5 separate regions of the Mus musculus genome follow, and all the other regions are linked to region 2. The links are chromatin contacts, called in public capture Hi-C and promoter capture Hi-C maps. All regions are on one chromosome and are shown on one strand. The core of a region is the stretch at or near the end of the contact, and the rest is flanking DNA. Distances in the headings are between cores, read along the strand shown.

What was found. Promoter capture Hi-C pulls out the DNA fragments that hold promoters and counts their contacts. Capture Hi-C pulls out chosen DNA fragments and counts their contacts.
Region 1: a promoter capture Hi-C map of pre-B cells shows a contact between it and region 2. The contact joins the promoter of Nemp1 here to the promoter of Cdk2 in region 2. A contact is called at or near these places in 2 of 39 promoter capture datasets (embryonic stem cells and pre-B cells), 1 of 484 Hi-C or Micro-C datasets (muscle stem cells) and 1 of 9 other capture datasets (pancreatic islet).
Region 3: a capture Hi-C map of macrophages shows a contact between it and region 2, with 3 times the contacts expected there. The contact joins the promoter of Inhbe here to the promoter of Cdk2 in region 2. A contact is called at or near these places in 4 of 39 promoter capture datasets (cranial neural crest, frontonasal cranial neural crest, liver and 1 more) and 2 of 9 other capture datasets (liver and macrophages).
Region 4: a contact with region 2 is called in a promoter capture Hi-C map of erythroid cells, with 11 times the contacts expected there. The contact joins the promoter of Ndufa4l2 here to the promoter of Cdk2 in region 2. A contact is called at or near these places in 2 of 39 promoter capture datasets (erythroid cells and pre-B cells), 1 of 484 Hi-C or Micro-C datasets (embryonic stem cells) and 1 of 115 datasets of contacts at active chromatin or transcription factors (pancreatic cancer cells).
Region 5: a contact with region 2 is called in a promoter capture Hi-C map of liver, with 4 times the contacts expected there. The contact joins the promoter of Atp23 here to the promoter of Cdk2 in region 2. A contact is called at or near these places in 3 of 39 promoter capture datasets (embryonic stem cells, hippocampal neurons and liver), 1 of 484 Hi-C or Micro-C datasets (LSK cells) and 2 of 9 other capture datasets (adipose tissue and liver).

The regions. Positions count from the first base shown.
Region 1 is chr10:127,674,820-127,679,550 of GRCm38.p6, reverse strand. It overlaps Nemp1 (nuclear envelope integral membrane protein 1), which reads right to left and starts at 2,486. Exons shown (of 9, transcript NM_001113211.1): 1 at 2,324-2,486. The coding sequence starts at 2,453. Gm16230 (a long non-coding RNA gene) reads left to right here and starts at 2,792. Exons shown (of 4, transcript XR_872178.1): 1 at 2,792-2,880; 2 at 4,569-4,731.
Region 2 is chr10:128,703,343-128,707,825 of GRCm38.p6, reverse strand. It overlaps Cdk2 (cyclin-dependent kinase 2), which reads left to right and starts at 2,775. Exons shown (of 8, transcript NM_183417.3): 1 at 2,775-3,114; 2 at 3,823-3,900; 3 at 3,999-4,119. The coding sequence starts at 2,999. It overlaps Pmel (premelanosome protein), which reads right to left and starts at 1,568. Exons shown (of 11, transcript NM_021882.4): 1 at 1,468-1,568. The coding sequence starts at 1,540.
Region 3 is chr10:127,349,192-127,353,429 of GRCm38.p6, reverse strand. Inhbe (inhibin beta-E) reads left to right here and starts at 1,582. Exons shown (of 2, transcript NM_008382.3): 1 at 1,582-2,182; 2 at 2,419-4,028. The coding sequence starts at 1,885. The coding sequence ends at 3,173.
Region 4 is chr10:127,512,213-127,516,883 of GRCm38.p6, reverse strand. It overlaps Ndufa4l2 (Ndufa4, mitochondrial complex associated like 2), which reads right to left and starts at 1,945. Exons shown (of 4, transcript NM_001098789.1): 1 at 1,846-1,945; 2 at 1,397-1,485; 3 at 559-619; 4 at 1-441. The coding sequence starts at 1,902. The coding sequence ends at 385.
Region 5 is chr10:126,898,790-126,903,059 of GRCm38.p6, reverse strand. It overlaps Atp23 (ATP23 metallopeptidase and ATP synthase assembly factor homolog), which reads left to right and starts at 1,689. Exons shown (of 6, transcript NM_001159559.1): 1 at 1,689-1,958; 2 at 3,434-3,479; 3 at 4,092-4,173. The coding sequence starts at 1,772.

The DNA of each region.
Region 1 (4,731 bases), core at 1,237-3,736, 1.0 Mb after region 2:
GTTTAAAGTTGGGGCTGGGTGATGGCTCCAGTATGTAAAGTATCTGCTCTGCAAACACAAGGGTCTGAGTTCAGAAGCCAGGCAGAGTGCTGTTCACCTGTAACCCCAATGCTGAGGGTAGACACAGGGCCCAGCCAGGGAGATTAGATTGCTGGTCAGCAGTCTAGCCAAACCTCTAAGTTCCAGGCCCACTAGGGGAGATTAAAGAATCAGACAGACATCAGACCTTTGGCCTATACTTGCACACATGTGCACATGACCCCCTCCAACCCCCCCCCCCAAATATGCTCAAGCACACACACCCACAGACACACACAAGCAATAAACTACAAGGGTTTTGCCTACTTCTTTACACTTAACTGTATTAATACTTGCTAAATAAATGTTTCTAAAACTCCCTGTGACAGTAACCAACCTTTGAATAAAATTCCATCCTACTATCTGAGAGCCTGGCTTTTAGAGTGCCGCAGATTGCTCTGACAGCTGACATCCACATAACCAGGTCGGCATTCCGACTTGCTCCTGGAGGTGAATTTTCTCCACATTAGGAAGCCCCCGAGCCTCCCTTCCTAGAAGAAACCTTGGAACCTTTGGTGACGCTCTGTAAACCCAGAATCCTGGAGGATGAAGCAGGGGGAGCCTGAGTTACAGGTCAGAGTTACACATGAGTTGCAAAGCAGCCTGCACGACACAGTGAGACCCTGTCTCAATGAAAGGAGGAAGGGAAGCAAGCAAGCAGAAAAGTGTGCTTTAGGTTACTTTTGTTGTTGTTGGTTGGTTGGTTTTTCCAGACAGGGTTTCTCTGTGTAGCCCTGGCTGTCCTGGAACTCACTCTGTAATCCAGGCTGGCCTTGAACTCAGAGATTTGTCTGCCTCTGCCTCCCAAGTGCTGGGATTAAAGGCGTGCACGATCACGCCCGGCACTTTTTTTTTTTAAGTTATTTTATTATTTGCTTATTTGTTTCCAGGTGTAGGTAGCTCCGGTTGTCCTGGAACTCACTACGTAGACCAACCAGGCTATCTTCGAACTGGAGAGATCTGTCTCCCTTGGCCTCCCAAGTGCTGGGAGTAAAGTTCTGAGCCACTATGCCTGGCTTTTTGCTTTCCGTTTCAATCCCCAGTGTCCTGTAAAGGAAATCTCAAAGGAACTGCTGACTGTGCTTAGTATCTCCTTATGTCCTCACACCCCGAGGCCCCATTTTGACAGTTTATTCAGGTGACAGTCCTTCCAAATCCTGTTCTAGGCTTTTAGGCCCTGATCCGGAAAAGAATCTTTCCTGGACATATACTCTCTTCCCAAAAGAAGTCTCCAGTCCCTCTTGAACAATATATTTATGGGTGTTGATCTTAAAGCCACAAGTGAGAGCAAGTGACAGGCAGGCAGGAACGGAAGGGGGCAGTATGAGAGTGGATGTGTGCTTACACGCCTTGGCTGTCTTTATTCTCTGGAGTTGCTACTCCCTCCAGTGGATGTTGGCAAACATCACTTATTTTCCCGGCCACTATTTAACAAGGGAGGGAAAACACGATTTCTTATCAACTTTTAATTTTTTTTTTTTCTGGTCGGGATCACAAAATAAGTTTCTTACCTAGTCCGGAGTTGACTGTCCAGCAGAAAGTACAAAATGAATGTGCTTGAAAGAATGAATAAACTTAGGAACTACGTCCCGCTTAAGCGGATGGCCTCTTATCTTTCCTGGGCAACTGGAGTATAATGACTCCAGGTGTGTTCTCCGGAGCTATTTGGGAGGAGGATCTTAACAGGAGGCCAGTGGTGGCACACACCTTTAATCCCAGCACACAGGAGGCAGAGGCAGGTGGGTCTCTCAACTCCAGGCCGGCCCGGTCTAAGGTGTGAGTTCCAGAACAGCCAGGGGCTACCCTGAGAGACCCTGTCTTGAAAAACATTCAGGTGAACTCTATTCCACTGTACCGAGACAGATCCATCCCTGGGGTGTTTTTAGTAAACTGAATGAGTGGGGCGTTTGCTTTCTCCTGACCTATTTCAGGGCGAAACCCAGAAATCCGTTTTAACTCAGAAATTCAAGAGACCTAGCAGCACCTCGGAGCCCCTCCGTGGTTTCCCCCCTAAAGGGTGTCAACCAGCCCAGGCCTCCCTTCCTGGGGAAGGCTCAGGCCTCCGCCCGACCCGAGCTGTCCGGAGGGCGGCCCGGGACCCGTCAGTGCGGACCGTCCCTGGAGCGTCTCACTCAGCGTCCCGAGCTGCTCCGAGTAACGGGCCGCACCCTCGGGATAAGAAACCACTTTTCCACATTTAACGCCCTCGCGCCCGACCCCTGGGCAGCCGCTGCCCGGGTGGTACCTGAGCCGCAGACCACGCAGCCGGCGACGACCAAGAGCAGCCATGTGGCGCCGCCGCCGCCCCCGGCCCCCCAGCACCGGGGCCCTGGACCAACCGCCGACCACACCGACACTTTGATTCCTCCCGCCATGGATGCCTCACACCGCCTCCTCCTCGCGTGCCCCTCCTCAGCAACTGTCTCCGAACGGGCAGCGCCGGCAGCCAATCGGCTGCGAGACCCGCCCCCACCCCCACCCGTGGAGCAGGCGGGGCCTCGCGCGCTCCGCCCTCCCGCGCCCCTAGGAGCCACACCTCCTAGCAACGCCAATCCTGGCAGTGACGACAGGAAGAGCCCGCCCTTTCCCCGCAATCTGCTTCCGTCCGCGGTTTATTTACAAATGAGATTGATGGAAAGCTTACCCAATAGGAAATCAGAATGAGAGGAGGCCTCCTGGACTGCGTGTTTCCATCGAAACGTCTCTTCTAGTTTTTCTTTCCTTTCTTCCTCGGCCCTTTTATGACATGCTAGCCAGTGGCAACTCTTCACGAGTAAGGTTCTCCCGTGACCGTTTTTTAAGGTAAAATGATTGCCAGCCTGTCTCCAAAGTTCTGAAATATTTCAGCAATAAGTACAGGATTATTGTGCGTTGTCAAGGTTTTGCAGGCATAAACAACGTTTGAAAATGTAGAGATAGAGCTGAGATAGAAACTCTGACTTCGATCCCCAGCACTGCAAGAAAAAAACAAACAGAAAACAAAACACCAAAAAAAAGTATTAATTTGGCTTCGGTTTCCTTTTTTGACTGAAGATGTAGCTAAACTGTGCACAAGGCCCTCGTTTCAATCACCAACGCCACAGGAATAAACTACAAGTCCCGAGCATTTCTGGTTTTGAAACGAAACAAGTGATAATTAAGACAGCTTATCCTCTCCATTTGGGAAAAAAAAAAAAAAAAGCCAAGGCTAAGAGAGAGAGAAAAAACACAAAGTAGGTTCTGAGCTCAAATCTAAGTTCTTTCTGTGGCTTAGGTGCCTCCCAGTACTTGCAGTCCAGGCACTGTGTGTGTAGCACTTACAGAAATTGAAAATTGAAGCACCTTTTTTTTTTTTTTTTTTTTTTTTTTTTGGTTTTTTGAGACAGGGTTTCTCTGTGTATCCCTGACTGTCCTGGAACTCACTCTGTAGACCATGGCCTTGAACCCATAAATCTGCCTGCCTCTGCCTCCCAAGTGCTGGGATTAAAGGCGTGCTTGTAATCCCATCACTTGGGAAGTTGAGAATGAAGGCTTGCTGAGAATTGAAGAGTAGCCAGGATTATAGAGTTTGAACCGTGAGAACCTGTATGTGTGTGTATATACATACATATATATACACACACACACACACATATATATACATATACATATATATATACACATACATACACACACACATATATATACACACACTTGTGTGTAGACACATGTATACATGTATATGCACATTTATACACACATATAGATGGCTTATTGCGATGGCTCGGTTGTGTAAACCTAGAACTCATATGACAGGAGAAAACCAACTTCTGCTCCCACAGGACCTCCATACTGACTCTGTGGCACACAATACCCCCCACACAATTAATGGATCGATTGATAAAAAAAAAAAAAAAAAAAAAAAAAAACTTTTAATGTCAAGGTTAACAGGAGGCGTGTTGGTCCATATCTGTTAACTCCAGCATTCAAAACACTCAGGTCAGAGGATCACAAATAAGATTAGCTTGCACTACACATCTAAAACCAACCTCAAAACAAAAACTTACATTAATGTGAAACAAGGGAAGACTAACAAACTATCCCAGACAAGGGAGCATACGTAAACACGATGAACCACATGTCATATAATATGGATCTTGGAACAGGAAGAAAAAAAAAAGCCCGAAAAACAAAACTGAGATTGCAAGCGTGAGTCACCTCTTCCCTGCCAGTCCGCCCTGCCCATCTTTCGGTCCTGCTTCGGTTTCTGTGAGTACTGTACATATTCTCTGCCTGACCTGCAAATGTCAAGCCATGTAGTGGGAAGGAGCCTTGTGCACCAGAAAACTTGGGTTTGAGCTCAGTAAATATAGACAAAAACTGTAATAGAAGCTGCAGAGCTGACCCCACAGTGAACAGTGTGGCACTGCTCCATCTAGCACAGGACGGAGTTTCTTCCCAGCACCCACTTCTGGTGGCTCACTGCCTGCTGTAACTGCAGAGATTCTAACACCCTCTTCTGGCATCCACAGGGTACTACATTCTCACTGCCTGCTGTAACTCCAGGGATCCTGTCACCCTCTTCTGGTCTCCAAGGGTACTACATTCTGCCTGCTGTAACTCCAGGGATCCTGTCACCCTCTTCTGGTCTCCACAGGGTACTACATTCTGCCTGCTGTAACTCCAGGGATCCTG
Region 2 (4,483 bases), core at 1,526-4,025:
TGAGTTCGAGGCCAGCCTGGTCTACAGAGTGAGTTCCAGGACAGCCAGGGCTACACAGAGAAACCCTGACTGGAAAAAAAAAAAAAAAAAAAAAAGAAGAAGAAGAAGAAGAAGAAGAAGAAGAAAAAAGAAAATCACTGCAAGTTGTTGGACGCCAGCTGGGGTTACGTTGGGAGACCAGAGCTAAAACAGATGTCTGAAAAGAAAGGAATAAAATGGATGTCCACATCCCTTCACCCAAATCCAAAATCCACCAACATTTGGACACATTTGCTCTATCCTTCTTGGTTGCTGTTTTTGTCTAAAATATGTATTTAGAAGAAACTCTTGGACAAGTGAGGTGGCTTATGGGGTAAAGAGGCTTTCTGCCCAGCCTGACAACCTGAGTTTGTTCCCCAGACTCACATGGTAGTGGTGGGGGGACAGCCCCCAAACAAAAACTAAAGTCAGTGTGTGAAATGCAAGCAGAGTATCTTAAGGGCCTCACTCAGATGTGTGGGTATGAACAGAACATCGCAAACAACATCTCAGAAAAGTAATGAAAAGAAAAGAGAAATTATAGTACAAGTGAAGAAACCAGATATATATAATGTGTATGTATGTAATATATATATAATATATTACAGCACAGAGAAGTGTCCTTAACCCAATTCTAACGTCCACAGGAAGCCCAGGGTTCTGCTGGGAGGGGGGAGGGGGGGGGCTGTTCTATGTTCATCTCAGGGAGCGCTTGACCACTGAAGCAAGAACAGTCATAAGACGCACCATTCTTTTTGACTGCCCACTCTCCCTCCTCAGCAGCACGGGACATTCCAGACCCTCTCGCCATCCTTAACTCCCTCCTCTTGCTCCTGTCACGAGGTCTCAATCCCCCAGAGTCCTTTCATGTGATGCTCAGCTGAGACCCTTCTGAGACAAGCCTGGGATACATTCATCCATCCGCACCCCTGATGCAGAGGTGGTCTGTCAGTTTGGCCTTCCTGAATACCCTACTCTTTTTCTCTCTACTTTACATCTCCTATCACTGCATTTAAGATATTACCCAAAGGATCTCCATGTCACCATGGACATGTCACCATGTCACCTCCTTGGAGCCCCTATTTCGCTGAGTGCTCCAAGCAGCCTCAGAATTAGTGCCATGCCTTCTGCCCCCTGCATCAGATAGGGATACCTCTATGCTTGATCCTAAGGTTCACATCTAAAGCTGGGCACAACGGTTTAAGTATGTACTTAGGAGGTAGATGAGGAGTTTGAGTTCATCCGTGGGTACACAGTGAATCTGAGGCTAGCCTGGGCTACACTGGACCTTGTCTTGAACAAATAAAAAAACCAAACAAAACCATATCTTCACTAAAATCAAATAGGACAAGCCTAAAGTATTTTGACTTGTCTGATTAGAAGGGGGAAACCCAGAGCTGGTGTTCAATTGCTAATAGCACTTGCTCCTGACCACCCACCCACACTCACCTTCTAGGGCCCCCACAGCCAGCAGAGCACTCAGCACAAGCACGGGAAGGAAGCTCCTTCTCTGGACACCCATAGTGGTCCTCTTGCCAGCAGCCAAAGGTACCAGGGGGTGGGAGCGAGCCCCTATATAGAAAGGGATGGTCATTTGCATAGGCCTTCCTCCTCTCCCTCCAGAGGAGGGGAAACCTGGGAAGAAGGAAAGGGCCAGAACTGATTTCATCCCACACAGCTCAATGACAGTTTCTGGTTTCGCTGGGTCACATTCACTGACACACTTATTCTGGAAAGAGTTCACTGATGGGCAGCCTCAATTCACATACTTAACAGTCACAATTCAGCAAGACAGAGTGAAGAGAATTGTGTCAAACCAAGAGATCCTTAAGACAGAAACAGCACCTTTATCCAAAAGCATCCAGAAGGGGCTGGGAGGGTAGATTGCCAGCAATAAAACAACACAGGCAGCCAATGAACCCCGAAACAGTGAGACAGTATTAAGCTAGGCTGAGAAACGACTCTATTATCTAGCCAAAGAATCCTTTACAATAAGAGTCCCGATTTTCCAGCCTGGACTAGAGTTCCAGGACAGCCAAGATTACACAGAGAAACCTTGTCTCAGAAAAATAAAAAGAAAGCGGAGGGAGGCGAGAAGGAGGGAGTGTGTGTGGGAGAGAGAGAGAGAGAGAGACCGGATTTTGTGCCCCACATGGAGACCGAGACAAACGGATCTCTGTGAGTTCGAAGACAACCTGGACTTTTGAACGCATTCCAGCCAACAAGGGCTGCATTATGAGATGTTTCCAAAAAGCAGGCGAGAGTGCTGGAGAAACAGCACCGCTGTTAAGAGCGCAAGCCGCTCTTGCAGAAGACCAGAGTTCAGCTCCAGCACCCAAGTTAGGCTCACGACCGCCTAGAACCTCAGCTCCAGGGCACCTGCTGCTTCTGTGAAAACTTAAATGCAGACACACAGACCCACACACCATTTAAAATAAAATACATTATTCTTTTTCTTTTAAAGATTCCCAGGTTTTGCTTTTTAAAAGAGACTCTCTTGTCCAGGTGGAATTTTAATCTCACCCAAGGGGTGGTGAAAATTGTGAGGGAAAGGTAAGGAAATCCGTAGACCAGAAACACCACCAGTTCCGGCCTGCGGAGCCTAAACCAGGAACTGCGGGAAAGTTGTGCAGCTGCCCCGCGGCTCGCCCGCCCAGGGCGGGGCCTCTGAGGCGGGAGCGCGATGGTCCGGTCCGCCCTCGTGACGTGAACCAATCGGAAGGGCGGGGGGCGGGGCCAGGGAAACGCGGGAAGGAGGGGCGGGGTCTCGGATGGCCGTCTGGAGCAGTGGGGGAGGCGGCAACATTGTTTCAAGTTGGACAAATTGTCAAGGGCTGAGCTCTCCTTGCGTTCCATCCCGAGCTGGGACTGCCGTGCTCACCCGGGGTCCCCCAGGTCCTCCGCTCCGAGTGTCGGGCCCGCTTTCGTCAGGGTTCCCGGGCCCCGCTCCCGGGGGCCTGAGCCGCCTCACTAGCGCTCCATGGAGAACTTCCAAAAGGTGGAGAAGATTGGAGAGGGCACGTACGGAGTGGTGTACAAAGCCAAAAACAAGTTGACGGGAGAAGTTGTGGCGCTTAAGAAGATCCGGCTCGACACGTGAGTGGCCTCCGGAGCCGGAACTCCTTTGCCCGGACCTCTTGGCTGTCCCCCTCCCAACCCCCTACCCCAACAGGCGGGTAGCGTCCCCGGACCGGAAGGTAGCGGGGAGGGAGGGAGGGACGCGTGAAGCGAGCGGTGGGTTGGCCGACCGTGGAGGCTCTACCGGAGGAGACTGTCCGGGGCTGGAATCCAGGGGAAAGTTTCTTGCAGTGCTCCAGCCGGTGTGCTCCCAAATCTGCTAGCCGAGAGACTTGGGAAGAGAAAGTTGTGGGGTGGGAGCCCGGGATAGGAGGGGTCCAGGGCTGTTCGTGGAGTTGGGTTATGTGGTAACCAGAGAAAAGTTCCTTTCTGAATGGAGAGCTCTCCTCACTGCTCCAGCACCATACTTAGAACCCTCACTCTCTTTCAAAAGAATGGCAGTTGAGATTCACTGGCCCTCAGGGGAGGCCGGGAGCTACTCTCACCCCACTCCCCTATTACCTTTCTTCTGCTTTTCATTCACCTGGAGGCTCTTCTTACCTTTCACTGGAAAAAGAGGAAATAATGGCCTTAAATATGTCTAAAAGCCACACCCTAACTACCCAGAAATTAACTCCTCACAGCACCTCTCCTGTCTGCCTTCCTAAGGGGGCTGGGGGTTGTGTATCCCTGAGAGAATGATGTTTGTAACCGTATTCTTGTCTCTGTTTTCCCAACCTCTCCAAGTGAGACTGAAGGTGTACCCAGTACTGCCATCCGAGAGATCTCTCTCCTTAAGGAACTTAATCACCCTAATATCGTCAAGTAAGTCTGCTCTGAGAGATGATCACTATGACGAATTCTGCTTGCTTAGCCTCAGAATTTCTCTCCTTCAACTCCATTTCCTGGACCTTCTCTTGCAGGCTGCTGGATGTCATCCACACAGAAAATAAGCTTTATCTGGTTTTTGAATTTCTGCACCAGGACCTCAAGAAATTCATGGATGCCTCTGCTCTCACGGGCATTCCTCTTCCCCTCATCAAGGTAACCCTGTTCAGTGACAGCCCACAAATTTTAGGGAAAACTAGAGGCAGGTAATTCAGTCTGGTAATTTATTTTGGCTTTTTCTCAGACTTCAGACACTCCACCTTCTCCTACTCATTAGTCATTAACCCTAGGATGGACAGAAGAATCAAAATTGAGGAGCTTCTATGAGCCGGCAGCTCAGGTGGAAGGAGATCAGATAACACTCAGATAAAGGACACCCCCCACCCCCCCCCCACCCCCCGTTTCTCTGTATAGCCTTAGCTGTTTGGGAACTCACTCTGTAGACCAGGCTAGCCTCGAACTCAGAAATCCACCTGCCTCCCAAGTGCTGGGATTAAAGGCTTGCGCCACCACTGCTTGG
Region 3 (4,238 bases), core at 333-2,832, 1.4 Mb after region 2:
AAACCAAAGCAAATTAAAAAATTAAAAAATAACAACCCACACCCCCACACCCCAAATAAGCTGGGTGCTGATGGCATACATCTTTAATGCCAACATTCAGGAGGCAGAGGCAGGTGGAGCTCTGTGAGTCCAAGGCCAGCCTGGTCTACAGAGCAAGTTCCAGGACAGCCAGGGCTACACAAAGAGAGCCTATAATGGGGTTGGGGGAGGTCAGATGTTGGGAGATAACTCAGTAGATAAAGCTATTGCTTTACAAGCGCATGGACCTGCATTAGAGTCTCCAGAGCCCAGGTAGAAATGCAATCCCAGCGTTGCAGACACTGGGACTCACTGGCCAGCCAGTGTAGTCTAATTAGTGAGTTCCAGACCAGCAAGGATGTCCTGTCTCAAAGGAGGTAGGTGGATGACGTCCCTAGGGATGGCACACAGGGCTGTGCTCCAGCTTACACATGCACACACACGAGCACACACACGTGCACACAAGCACACACATGCACACACACGAGCACGCGCGTACACACACACACACATGCGCACACATTAAAAAACAAAGTCGGGGGCTGGAGAGATGGCTCAGTGGCTAAGAGCACTGGCTGCTCTTTCAGGGGACTTGAGTTCAATTCCCAGCAACCACGTTGTGGCTCACAACCATCTGTAATGGCATCCAATGCCCTCTTCTGGTGTATCTGATTGAAGACAGTGACAGTGTACTCACATATATAAAATAAATAAATCTTTCAAACAAACAAGCAAAAATAAAACAAAGCCTGGATGACCAAGACCTGAGGCGGCTTTTCCGGCTTTGTCCCCTAGGTCCCTTAAATTTCCATTTTCCAACTACATTACCAGAAGCCTGGCACCACTCCTGGGCTGCCTCAGATTTGGCCAACTCCTACAGTACCCTAAAGGCAGTAGTTACCAGGCACAGGTGCTTCAAAGGCGCTCGCCCTTCTGCCAGCTCTGCCGGACTCTGCTCTGCTGTAAGATTGCATCACCACGAGCCCACCTGGCCGGGTTTCCCCAGACATCACAGAAGATGTCCTCATCCCTGCTCTGGCCCTCCCCCAGGTGGACTCTGGGCAGCCAGCACAGGCAGGGTCAAAAGGTAATTTCTATGTCCCGTGGCACTGCCACCTAGGCCTGATCAAGAGGACTCCATTTTTTTTTTAAACCACCCTTTCTAAAACCTAACTCGGCTTGAACGCTAGAATTATTGTTCTGACATGGAAACCCCGAGAACTAACCCACTGAAACAGCCTCATAAAACGGTTTCCGTTTTCAAGCTCGGAAGTCAGTCAGGGCATACTGAGGAGCCACCGCCCATCCCCACCTGGCTCCTATGGACTCCCTCACCTGAATCCCAGACCTTGGGAACTGACCGTGTGAAATCATCCTCTTTCTTGCATCATGCATGTCCACGTTGCACCTCCATACCCCTACCTCAAGCCACCACACCCAGATGGTGAAACTCGAGTCCCGGGGGAGCCCTCCACCCCCTGCAGGGGCCTGATGGGCAGCGCAGCTGGCCAATCCTAAGGTTCAGAGGGTAGGTCTGCTGGTTGACCGCTAGGTGAGGGATCCCAAGCAACTGGCTCTAAAGAGGCCCTGCCAGTAGTTAGTCATGAACTGTGAGGGTCACACATAGCTACCCCACCAGGCGATCTACTCTCAGTCTTCCTGAGTCCTAGGCTATTGAGGACAAGTAGCTTGGTCTGCTCTTTGTCAAGGGTAGCTGTGACACTGGTTTGCTGTTGCTGCTGCTGCTGCTGCTGCTGCTGCTGCTGCTGCTGCTGCTGCTGCTGCTTCTGTATCCTCTTTGGGAAATCAGACTCATAAAACTGCCACCCATTCGAGGTTCTCAAAGCAGAGCCATCTACCTGGAGCATGAAGCTTCCAAAAGCCCAGCTCTGGCTAATACTGCTGTGGGCATTGGTGTGGGTGCAGAGTACAAGATCTGCGTGCCCGTCCTGTGGGGGCCCAACACTGGCACCCCAAGGAGAACGCGCTCTGGTCCTGGAGCTAGCCAAGCAGCAAATCCTGGAGGGACTGCACCTAACCAGCCGTCCCAGAATAACTCGGCCTCTGCCCCAGGCAGCACTGACCAGAGCCCTCCGGAGACTGCAGCCCAAGAGCATGGTCCCTGGCAACCGAGAGAAAGTCATCAGCTTTGCTACCATCATAGGTGGGTGAGGGGAGAGAGACCGGGGACAGGAGACACAAGGAGAGGCCTGCAGGGGAGGCAGGAGGCGTGGGGTGTGGCAAGAGAAAGAGCTGGGGACACAGGCCGTCCAGGCCCTTTGCAGAGGTCTGTATGAGAGATGAGGGATGGTTGGGTAGGGTGGCCGAGTGTCAGAGAGAAGCTTTGTTCATGTTTTAATTTGCTTTTTTGTTTGTTTGTTTTTGTTTTTGTCTGAGCAGACAAATCCACTTCAACCTACCGCTCCATGCTCACCTTCCAGCTGTCCCCTCTTTGGTCCCACCACCTGTACCATGCCCGCCTCTGGCTGCATGTGCCTCCCTCTTTTCCGGGCACTCTGTACCTGAGGATCTTCCGTTGCGGCACCACTAGGTGCCGAGGATTCCGCACCTTCCTAGCTGAGCACCAAACCACTTCCTCTGGCTGGCACGCCCTGACTCTGCCCTCTAGCGGCTTGCGGAGTGAGGACTCTGGCGTCGTGAAACTCCAACTGGAATTTAGACCCCTGGACCTTAACAGCACCGCTGCGGGACTGCCACGGCTGCTCTTGGACACAGCGGGACAGCAACGTCCCTTCTTGGAACTTAAGATCCGAGCTAATGAACCTGGAGCAGGTCGGGCCAGGAGGAGGACTCCCACCTGTGAGCCTGAGACCCCCTTATGTTGTAGGCGAGACCACTATGTAGACTTCCAGGAGCTGGGGTGGCGGGATTGGATCCTGCAGCCGGAGGGATACCAGCTGAATTACTGCAGTGGGCAGTGCCCGCCCCACCTGGCTGGCAGTCCTGGCATTGCTGCCTCCTTCCATTCTGCCGTCTTTAGCCTCCTCAAAGCCAACAACCCTTGGCCTGCGGGTTCTTCCTGCTGTGTCCCCACTGCACGAAGGCCTCTCTCTCTCCTCTACCTTGACCATAATGGCAATGTGGTCAAGACCGATGTGCCAGACATGGTAGTAGAGGCCTGTGGCTGCAGCTAGCAACAGGGCCTGAAGGTTCTGGGTGAAGTTCAAGGTTCAAGTTGGGGGTTCCCACGTGTCTGGAAGCTCGAGTTCCGGATCCATACTGACACCCAATAAGCTGTGTAGCAGTATGCCTGGGTTTGACCCCTATGGAACTTAAATGGGCGTTTTCTTGTCCCAGATTCTGGCCTATTTCAGGCTGTTTCAAATGTGGACAGATGGGTAAAGCGTTGCCTTTCAAGGGACTGCCTGGCCAGCACCATTTTCTACATCAAGCCCTGTTCCAGGACAGCAGGGATGCCGTGGGAGGGAAGGAAGAACACAGGGAGAAACTATTTAGTCTCTCCCGAGAAAGAAGTTCCTCAAGTAATGAAGGCGGAAGTAGAAGGGTGGGCAGATTAGGAAAAGACAAACATACAGGCTAAGAACAGGGTGCATTGCCTGCTTTGACAAGGTCAAGAGGAAGAGGAGCAGGCGCCGAGGAAGGAGGGGTGTCGGGGTCCCTGGAATCGAGAATCAGTAAAAAGGGGTGCTGAACTCGTAAGTTCTTAGGCTTCCCCCTCGAGGACAGGACCCACGCGGGTGACATACATTTTATATTTTCTTAATAAAAAGGAGAAAGAAAAGCACCAGAGAATTGTGTAAGGGGTTGTTAAAATGGGCCAGAAGCGAAGTGTGGTTTGGGGACCTCTGTGCCCCAGCGGGTTTCTGAGACTTTCTCAGGGGTTTTCAAGACTATTTTCATAATCACACTGAGATGTTATTTATCATTTGCTACCATTATCTTTACATTGTACAGTGGGAACAGGGTGTGGTGGCTTACACTTATAACTACAGCACCGTGAGTTCAAGACCGGCCTTCATAGTGAATTCTGGGCTAGCCTGAGCTATAGAATGAGATCCTGTCTCAAAGCAAACAAACAAACAAACAAACAAACCAGACAGTCTTTCCAGAGTGTGTTATATGACACAGCTGATGACATGATTGCTGATATAGTCTTTTCCTTTCTCTCCTTTAAACAATTTTATTTATTTTTATTTTATGTGTATGAGTCTTTTGTCTGCATGTTAAGTGCAGCGCTG
Region 4 (4,671 bases), core at 696-3,195, 1.2 Mb after region 2:
CAAAACAAACGTGGGGCCTGCCACGTCCCTGGCACTCGGGCCCCTGCTTGCTGCTGGCACACGTCGGACACGCTCAACACGTAGCCTGCGCCACACCCAGTCAGGAGGAGCAGGGAGCGGCAGGGGGAGAGGGGGACTGGCTTGGGTTTTTGGGTCAACCCCAACTGTCGTCTGCAGTCGAGTCCCCTCCCCCACGTGGGACTCAAGCTGAGGGTCAGAGGCTTTTTCCTCTCCTGGGAGCAAGGGAGGCGGGTGGGGGCGGGGCGGCCTCCCCTTTGCGTGGGAATCGGGCCTTTAAGCAGAAGCTGGACTGATGCTGCTAGACAGACGCCCAAGGGTCTGGGGCAGGGAGCAGAAAGAGTGATTTACGTGGAGATCTCTGACTTAGAAGTCTGGCCGGTCCTTCTTCAGCTTCTTGTAGTCGGTTGAAACGGCAAGGAACTGTGGAGAGGGAAAAGAGAGTTGAAAGAGCGGCTCTTACCTCCTCTGTCTTGTGTGTGGTACTGACTTAGGGACTAGGACGGGAGGGGAGAGGGGAAACACTGGTTCTACAGTTACCTTGTACTGGTCATTGGGACTCAGGCGGTTCCAGGGCTCTGGGTTGTTCTTTCTGTCCCAGCTGTGAACAGGACAGGAAGGTTAAAGTTTCTTTTCTGGGAACCAGGACTTTGGCATTAAACATGGCCTCAGTATCACCACCCCTGGCGCCCTACCCTGAGGAGGGGAGAACATTTCCTAGAGACTGACAGAGAAGGGGGAGTGAGTGTCGTTGTCATCGCCATCCCTGGGAGGTGCTGGCAAGAAGTATGGCAGCTGATGACCAAATGACAACCTAGCCTATAGACTGCCCAGGGTTAGCCTCCCTCACCCAACCGCTCAGGGCAGAGTCCTGGGAGTCAGGCAGAAATCCTGAAGGACAGTACTTTCAGTGGGTGCACCTCAGACTCCAGGATCAGAGTGGGTGGTGCTTTGGCCTTCTGCTTGTCAAAGGACTGACCCCCCTGATGCTTCTGGCAGGACACAAAGTCCCAGTACAACCAAAGACCCTCAGGAGTCCCACACTGCCAGACATCCAGCACTTCCGGTCAGGCATAGAGGTACCTAAAAGCCACCAGACATGGCCAGTAGAGATGTGTCGCCATGGCAACCCTGTGGTGAGCTGCTGGGATTCCAGCTGCCCCACGTGGCTAGCCACTGACAGTGAGCCACCAGGTGGTCCAGATGGGAGGTGAGGGTCTCTCAGGTCAGGGGCCACTCCAACCCTGGGAAATGCTGGGTGGCAGTGGAAATGAGGACGGACACAGACCGAGGGTCCTTCTAGGTCTAAGGTCCCACCTTAGACCATTTTATTCCACCCAGGACCCCTGCCCTCTTGCCTCCCAAGACCTGTTGTTACCAGACATCAGGACTGCGCAGGGCAAGTCGCAGCAAGTAGAGTCCGGCACTGCCCATGCCCAAGCAGATGAAGCCAATCATTGGGATGAGCTGCAGAAAAACCAGGCACTCTCAGGGTCCGAACTCTGCTCAGTTCCCACTCACTCTGTCCTAGTTTTCTTCCTGTCCCTTTATCTTTACTCAAGGTCTGATGCCACCTTCCCTTTGGGAGTGGGGCCTGAAACCTACAGCCACATCCTCAGCATGCTGTCCCTTACCCTTACAGTGATCCTGTCCAAGGCAGGTTGCAGGGACATTGAGTACATTGCAGAGAGAGGACATAGAATGTCCCTGGGAAAACTTGGGAACACTAAGGAAACCGGACAGGAAGCAGGATGGGGGGAGTGGGGGTGGGGAGGGCTTGAGAGGCAGGGTGACAAGAGGGGAATTAGATCTGAGGACTGAACTCACCCCAGGGTGTCTTTTTATCTGCCGGTAGAAGCGGGTCCCTAGACTAGTTCCTGCCATCTTGTCCCAGTGTCTGGTCTTCTAGGTGGATCTCTTCTATTCCTCACCCTGGGGTCCCGCCCCCCATCAGGGAGGGGTCAGCCTAGCCCCGCCAGCTCCACCCAGCTTGCTTTCTCCCTGCAGTTCCAGATCCAAAACAGGCTGGAAGTTGTTGCGGAGCCTTGAGGTTCCTCCTTCCCAACTCTCTCTTACTGAAAGGGAAACCCTGGCCCAGGAGACACCATTATACTTGGGTCTTTGGGTATCTGAGGGAGGAACCTCTTTGGCTTCCAGAGACTGAAAGGGGATCCAGATGTGGGACAGACAAGCAGACAGCCTTCTAACAAAGTGGGGATGTGGAGTGTCCACTGCAGGGAGCAGGGAACAGTGGGGGCATGCACAGTACGTTGTCTACACTCCTGGAGCTAGCAGGCCTTTCGCGTATAAGAGGCACGTGAGCAAAGTTAGTGCTGCCAGCCCCTCTTGGTCTGGGCGGTTTTGCTGGGTTGTGGTTGGCCTGGAGTAGTCAAGAGGTGGAGATTGCAGGTGTATGAATCTGCACCGCTCAAGGCATAAGGCAACAGTTGTAGCAATTTAGGGGCTTGAGATGAGGAAGGAAGAGCCCTCCGAGGAGTCCACCATACTCATCTCTGGCTTTGGGACTAGCAGAAGAGCTCCGAATTAAGGAAGCAGCCATAGAAAACTAGAAGAGATGTTGAAAACCGGTGGGAAGGGGGTGGGGGATTAGGTATATGCTATATTGCCCGGGCAGGAAGTTTTCCCCATCCACCCGCTGTCTTTGGAGGACTGGTTTTGGGGACACAGGAAGTGAGCCTCTTCTTCTCCTCGCTTCCATGTTAATTTCTATCACCCCTCTCGATTAGCCCCTGCCGCTGGATTCTGCTATGCTCCCCCATTTCTCTCCTAAAGAACTTGTACTATGGTGGACCCCTGCTGGGATGAGCTGTGTACCGCCACTGCCTCCCTGGGGTACAGGGAGAGAGACAACCCTTTCTGAGGGGCCCCTCCCTTTCCTACACACCGATACCTCGCCCGCCCCTTGAGCTGACAAGCTCTGCTGTAATTAGGCTGCGGGGTCCGAGCTCTCCGCCTCCCTCCGGCGGATAATGAGATAAAGTGTCAGAGACATGGCGAGAACAAAGAGACAGAGACTCACTGAGACGTGTGTGGGGGAGGGGGTGGGTGTAGAGGAGGGGGGCTGATGGGATGTCAGAGCCTAGAGCAGAACAGGGCCCTTCCTGAGCGTCCCCACCTCTAGGGCTGGGCCAGGGAGGGTGTGTCCTGTCACCAGCGCCTCTAAGCCTGGACTGCTACCGGGGTGGTGGTGGTGGTGGTGCTAAATACCAATCTTGGAGCTCAAGCTCCAGCAGCTGCCCAGCTGGGCTGCACATCTGGTGGTCTGTGGCACAGCTGGGGAGCCAGGACTCTGGGAGGGACATCTGGCCCGTGCTTTATGCCCCTTTGCTCTTGGCCCTCGCTTGCCTGGTTCTGGTGAGCTGGACCCAGAGCCTTTCTGTTCTGGAAACTCCACTGTTTCTCCTCCCTTAGGTCTCCAGTCCGCTCTTAAACTCAGCTATTACACTGGCGCTTCTGTTCTTTCTTTTCCACGATTTCTCGACGCTTTGCATGCTCCTGATCTGGGGGTCTCTGTGAGGCCCCCTCCCCTCCTGTGTGTTCCCATGTTTGGATTGTGGTCTTTGGGGTTCCAGGTTTCACCCCACCTCCTTCCTTGCGTTTTCCCCCTACGATAACTCAAGCCATGCTGGCCCAGTAGGTGAGGGAAAGCGAGAGTCGTTAGCCGAGGATTAGGAGCGACCCATGGTCCCAAGGGGGCCAGACTCTTCAACTCTAAACCGCTCCAGGATACTAATCCGCGTGGCTGGCGGCGCAGCAAGTCAAATGCAGCTGTGCTCTCCGGAGCGAGCTGATTACGGTGGTCCGTGGGTGCCGGCGCCCTCTAGAGGCCGAGCCGCTCTCAGGCTCGGGGAAGAGGTCTCGGGTTCCCCCTGTCGGCCAGCGCCTGCTCTGCATTTCCAGTGTTTGTTCAAGTCAAGTCTGGAGTGTACATACAGGTCTGTGCCTGGTAGCTTACTCGCTCGTGCCATCGAGGTATTGGAGACTCTCAATACCTCTCTTCTGGCGTGGCCAGACGACATAGATGGGACGAGGAAGACTCTATCTCGCCAGGCGCCGACGGCATCCATGTTCAGGCTGGAGCCTCAGACACCTGGGACTTCCTCTCTGTCTTAGCACTACCCGGTGGACTTCCCTCTGACTTGGCCTCCCCTAAGCCCCCTAATTCTTTCTGCTTCTTTCTTCAGACTGTCTCTAGCTTCATGTCTTTAGGTTTGTCTGTGCCGCTCTGGAACTCTGCTCTCGGCCTAGCTTAGTCCTTCTGCATCTGTGTGTCCTGTGTGTCGGGTCTCTTGGCAGTCTCTCCTTCCCTCTACATCTCTCTCCCTTGCTGTGGTCTCTGCAAATCTCTCTCTCTCTCTCTCTCTCTCTCTCTCTCTCCTTTAGCTCCCATTTCTATTCTGTGGCTTAGTACCTGTCCCCAGGGAGCTGCAGCAAGCCAACAGAACAGCCCGCAGACACCTTGGGGCGCTGCTCAGGGTCCCCTCCCATCTCCTTCACATTCCTGTCACCTGGCAGCGGCCTCTTCTTCCCGCTGCAGCTGAGGTACTGGAGAGGGCGCCCGAGAGGGAAGCCACAATGCTCTGCATCTGCTCAGGAGCCCCTCGGGCCCTTGACCCCCGCTGCCACTATTAA
Region 5 (4,270 bases), core at 440-2,939, 1.8 Mb after region 2:
GCCACTCCCTGGGCCAAGCACATACAGAGCATCACATTTCACTCCCTGGCCCCCACAGGCTATTCAAACACACGAGTCTATGGGGGCCATATATAGCCAAAGCACAATGCAAAATACATTTAGTCCAACTTCAAAAGCCCCCCCCCCCCGAGTCTGTAGCAGTCTCAACAATGTAAAAGTCCAAAGTTCAAAGTCTCTTCTGAGATCCATCTAATCACTTAACTGTAATCCCCAAACCAAGACAGGAAATCAGCTGGGCAAACTCTAAACTCTGCATCTCCATGTCTGATGTGAAAGTGGTCTTGTGTCACCCAGCCTGGCCTTGACCTTGCTATGTAGCTTAGGATCACACTGAATCTTTGATCCTCCTGTCTTTACCTCCCCAGGGCTGTTGTTACAGGCACATGTTGCCACTGTCTGCTTGTGTGGTGCTGGGCGTAGAACCCAGCACTTCATGTGTATCAATCAGGCAAGCGCTCTCTCAACTGAGTAACACCTTCAGCCTTCTTCTGTAGCTGGGCAAGTTCTATCTGCAAATTAGGGTTGATACTATTTTGCAAGGTTGTCATGAGGACTGGTAATAATGTACATATGTGGACCTTGATAAAAAGAATCTAATCTTTGGCTTATGGCTTTATTAGTCTGTAAGTGCAGGCGCTCATATTTGTATAATATTCCAAGCGAGTGATGCCTTCTGCTTCCCATTCAACTCTTGTTTACGGAGCACCGTGACCCCTAAGTGCTGTTCACAAGGCATTGCATGCCTATTTTTCTTGGACATTTGTCCTCGTTTTCTCCAACTCTACCATCCTGCCTGGCCCGTGGGAGCAGGTGTTTAGCAGTGTGAGCTGAGCTGAATAATTTAGTGAGGAAAGAAACACACACACACACACACACACACTACGTAAAAGCTGGAAGTCTGTCATGAGAGCACTAACACGGACAAAGTGCCTTAAACTGCAGATCTGGCAACATTAATTTTGAGTAAGTGTGCTGGTGGACTCTGATTATGGGAACTGAGGAAAAAGCCTTTTTTTTTTTTTTTTAAGATTTATATATAAATACATTGTAGCTGTCTTCATAAACACCAGAAGAGGGTGTCAAATTACAGATGGTTGTGAGTCACGATGTGGGTGCTGGGATTTGAACTCAGGACCTTCGGAAGAGCAGTCAGTGTTCTTAACCGCTGAGCCATCTTTCCAACCACCCCCTTCTTTTTAAAAGATTTATTTTATTATATGAGTACACTGTAGCTGTTTCCAGACACACAAGAGGGCATCAGATCCCATTACAGATGGTTGTGAGCCACCATGTGGTTACTGGGAATTGAACTCATGACCTTTGGACGAGCAGTCAGTGCTCTTATCCACTGAGCCATCTCTCCAGACCCAAGATGTGTGTATCTTATTTCTGAGCAAGAGGAGGGTTGATGAATGGGTCCCCAGGAGCCACATTTTGATGAGACCAACCAGTCTTTGAAATATCCAAGCGTTTCTGAAAACACTGCCTTTAATTCGGTGTGAGTGGGTAGCGGGAATAAGAGAAACAGCAGGTGAGGGAGTGGGAGGATGGTTGAGGTGCAGAAGGCAATATAGTGGCCAGCATCGGCGGTCGCGAGGCACCGCCCATCAGCCCCGCCCACCGACCACGCCTACCAAGCCCCGCCCACGAGCTGCACGCCGCGTCTCCTTCGTGCTGGCCCGCGGAGCGTGCGCCGGCGGCGGAAGCGGCTGTCCTAGGTCGAGCGGGCAGGAGGAGGCTTGCGGGCCTCATGGCAGGAGCTCCGGGCGGCGGCGAGCTCGGCCCTGCGGCTGGCGAGCCACTGCTGCAGCGACCCGACTCTGGCCAGGGCTCGCCTGAGCCGCCGGCCCACGGGAAGCCCCAGCAGGGCTTCCTCTCCAGCCTCTTCACCCGGGACCAGAGTTGTCCGCTCATGCTCCAGAAGACGCTGGATACCAGTAAGAGCCGCGACCTGGAGGCTGGGGTCGGGGTGGCACAGGACCCGGGGGGTGAGGAAGGGCCCGGACGTGCCCCCACTGATCCCGGACTGCACTGCAGCCCTAGGGCTGCGTGGGCGGGAGGGGGCGTGGGCCTCCGCCCCACTCGCGCTTCTGAAGGCCTGGGCTGGGAGTCTGCCCTCCTGGGTCACACTCACCAGTTTCTTATGTAAGTTTTGCAGCGGCACGGGCTCTAGGGTGCAGGTGAGAGCTGGAAAGAGCTCCATTCATTAATAAGGCAGCTCTACTTCTGGCTATGCACCCCTTCCCTGGGGTGGGGGTGGGGTGGGCGATTCTTTAACCTTCAGTCACTGCAGTAGGAACTGTGGAGAATGCTAGAATAGGAACTTTTGAAAACCCTCGTGTTTATGCACCTAAGTGCATTTTTCTAGGGAGAGTTCCTAGCTTCATCATAGTCTCTAAGAAGCCTGTGACATCTAAGAGGTTTATTATTGCCGCGGGTCACCCAGGCACACTGGCTCCCACTGAGCAATTTATCTCCAGTCCCGGGACACTGCCTTGCTCCTCTGCATCTGCAGATTGCCTGTCTACCTCAGATTTATTTAGGAAAGTAAGATTTAAATGTATTCGACCCTCCAAATAGTTACTATTTTATAGCAGAATTGGTCATAATTCAATCATCAACTGATCAAAGATTTTACTGTCTTCTTTTTAAAGCTTTTTTTTTTTTGATTTCTTTATTTTTGTGTGTGATTGTCTCGCCTGCATGTGTGTCTGCGCACTCTCTGCATTCCTGGTGTCCAGGACTGTGAGCTACTATGCAGGTGCTGGGGAACTCACCCTGGGTTCTCAGCGAGAGCAACAAGTGCTACTAACCACTGAGCCATCTTTTTAGCTCCCTTCCTCCCTCCCTCCTTTCCTCTCCCTCCTCAGAGGTGAGAACTGAACCTAAGACCTTGTGCTTACCAGGCAAGGCCCTACCACTGGGCTCAATCCCTAAGCCACCGTTCTTCTCTCTTACTGGCCATAGACTCACACATTTCTGCTTGCTAACCCTCATTGAAGAACTTTGGTGGGCAGGTCCCATTGGGCTGTGGTACTCAGAGCGAGGCATGGTGCTACCACAGAGAGCAGTGTAGGCGCTGCCTTCCTCCAGTCTAGGTTCTATGCTGGTTTGTTTTTCTAACCGTGGCCCAGGATGCCCATGTTCTCCTAACACGGGCCCTAATGCGAAGCGTTTAGTCACTTTAGCAAAACCAACTTTCGGTATAAAGATACATGGGGGCGCCATTTTAGTGTTTGTATTTATGTTCTATTTCGTCATGACTTGATTTAATTGGCGCTAATTTACACGTTTTATTCCCATTTTAGACTCTGGTTTAAGATAGTGTTTGTGAGTTGTTTTGTGGTGCCTGTTGCTTGGGTGCACTAATTGCTGCTACATCTTCTAATGAGCATACTTAATGTCTTTGTAGATCCATATGTCAAACTTCTACTTGATGCTATGAAACACTCAGGTTGGTAAGTAAATCTTTTTTTTAAAAAGTCACCGTATATTCTGGAGTCCCCCCCCTCAACCCCCAACTAATAGCAGAGCTGTTACACTTGGGATTTCTCACTTGGGACCACAAGATTTCTCTGTCAACAGTGGCGGGCTATGTGCTCTCCCGCTGGCCTTGTTCTTCTGTCCCAGCTCAGTCTCTGTCCCTGCTGTTCATTTTGAATATGAGTAAAGGCAATATTCACAGTCTATCTTGTCAGTAATTACCAAATTTGGCCTCTCCGTTCCCCCCAGCCTAGGGCATTGTGGTGAAGAAACCATAGCTTGGACTAATTAGTAGGAGGCTTCCAGATGTTAACCCAGAGACGATTAGAGGAAATAACTCCTGATATCTACTTCTTACCACTCTGGCCCAAGGGTGGGACTCTGTCATATTTTCAGCGTGGTCCTAGTCAGGTGACCAGTGGATGCTGATGGAGTCTGAGATGGTATGGACTCTGAAGAGACAGTCTCCCTTTAGTCTGGAGACGAGACAGCTGAGCCTTGACCGTGTTAAATGTCGGTGAGAGGGCTGTGCCGTGCGGTCTTGGGTGTCCTGGTGGGGGCTGCTCACATCTCTCTGTGCTTTCCAGTGCTGTGAACAGGGGAAGACACTTTTCCTGCGAAGTCTGCGATGGAAACGTCAGCGGAGGCTTTGATGCGTCTACGTCTCAGGTGTGTTTCTTTGCTGAGTTGCTCTCTCCCCCTTTCTCCCTTCCGATACACGCCGGACACTTTTCACACGCCACTAGTCCTGTCTGGCAGCCTTTGT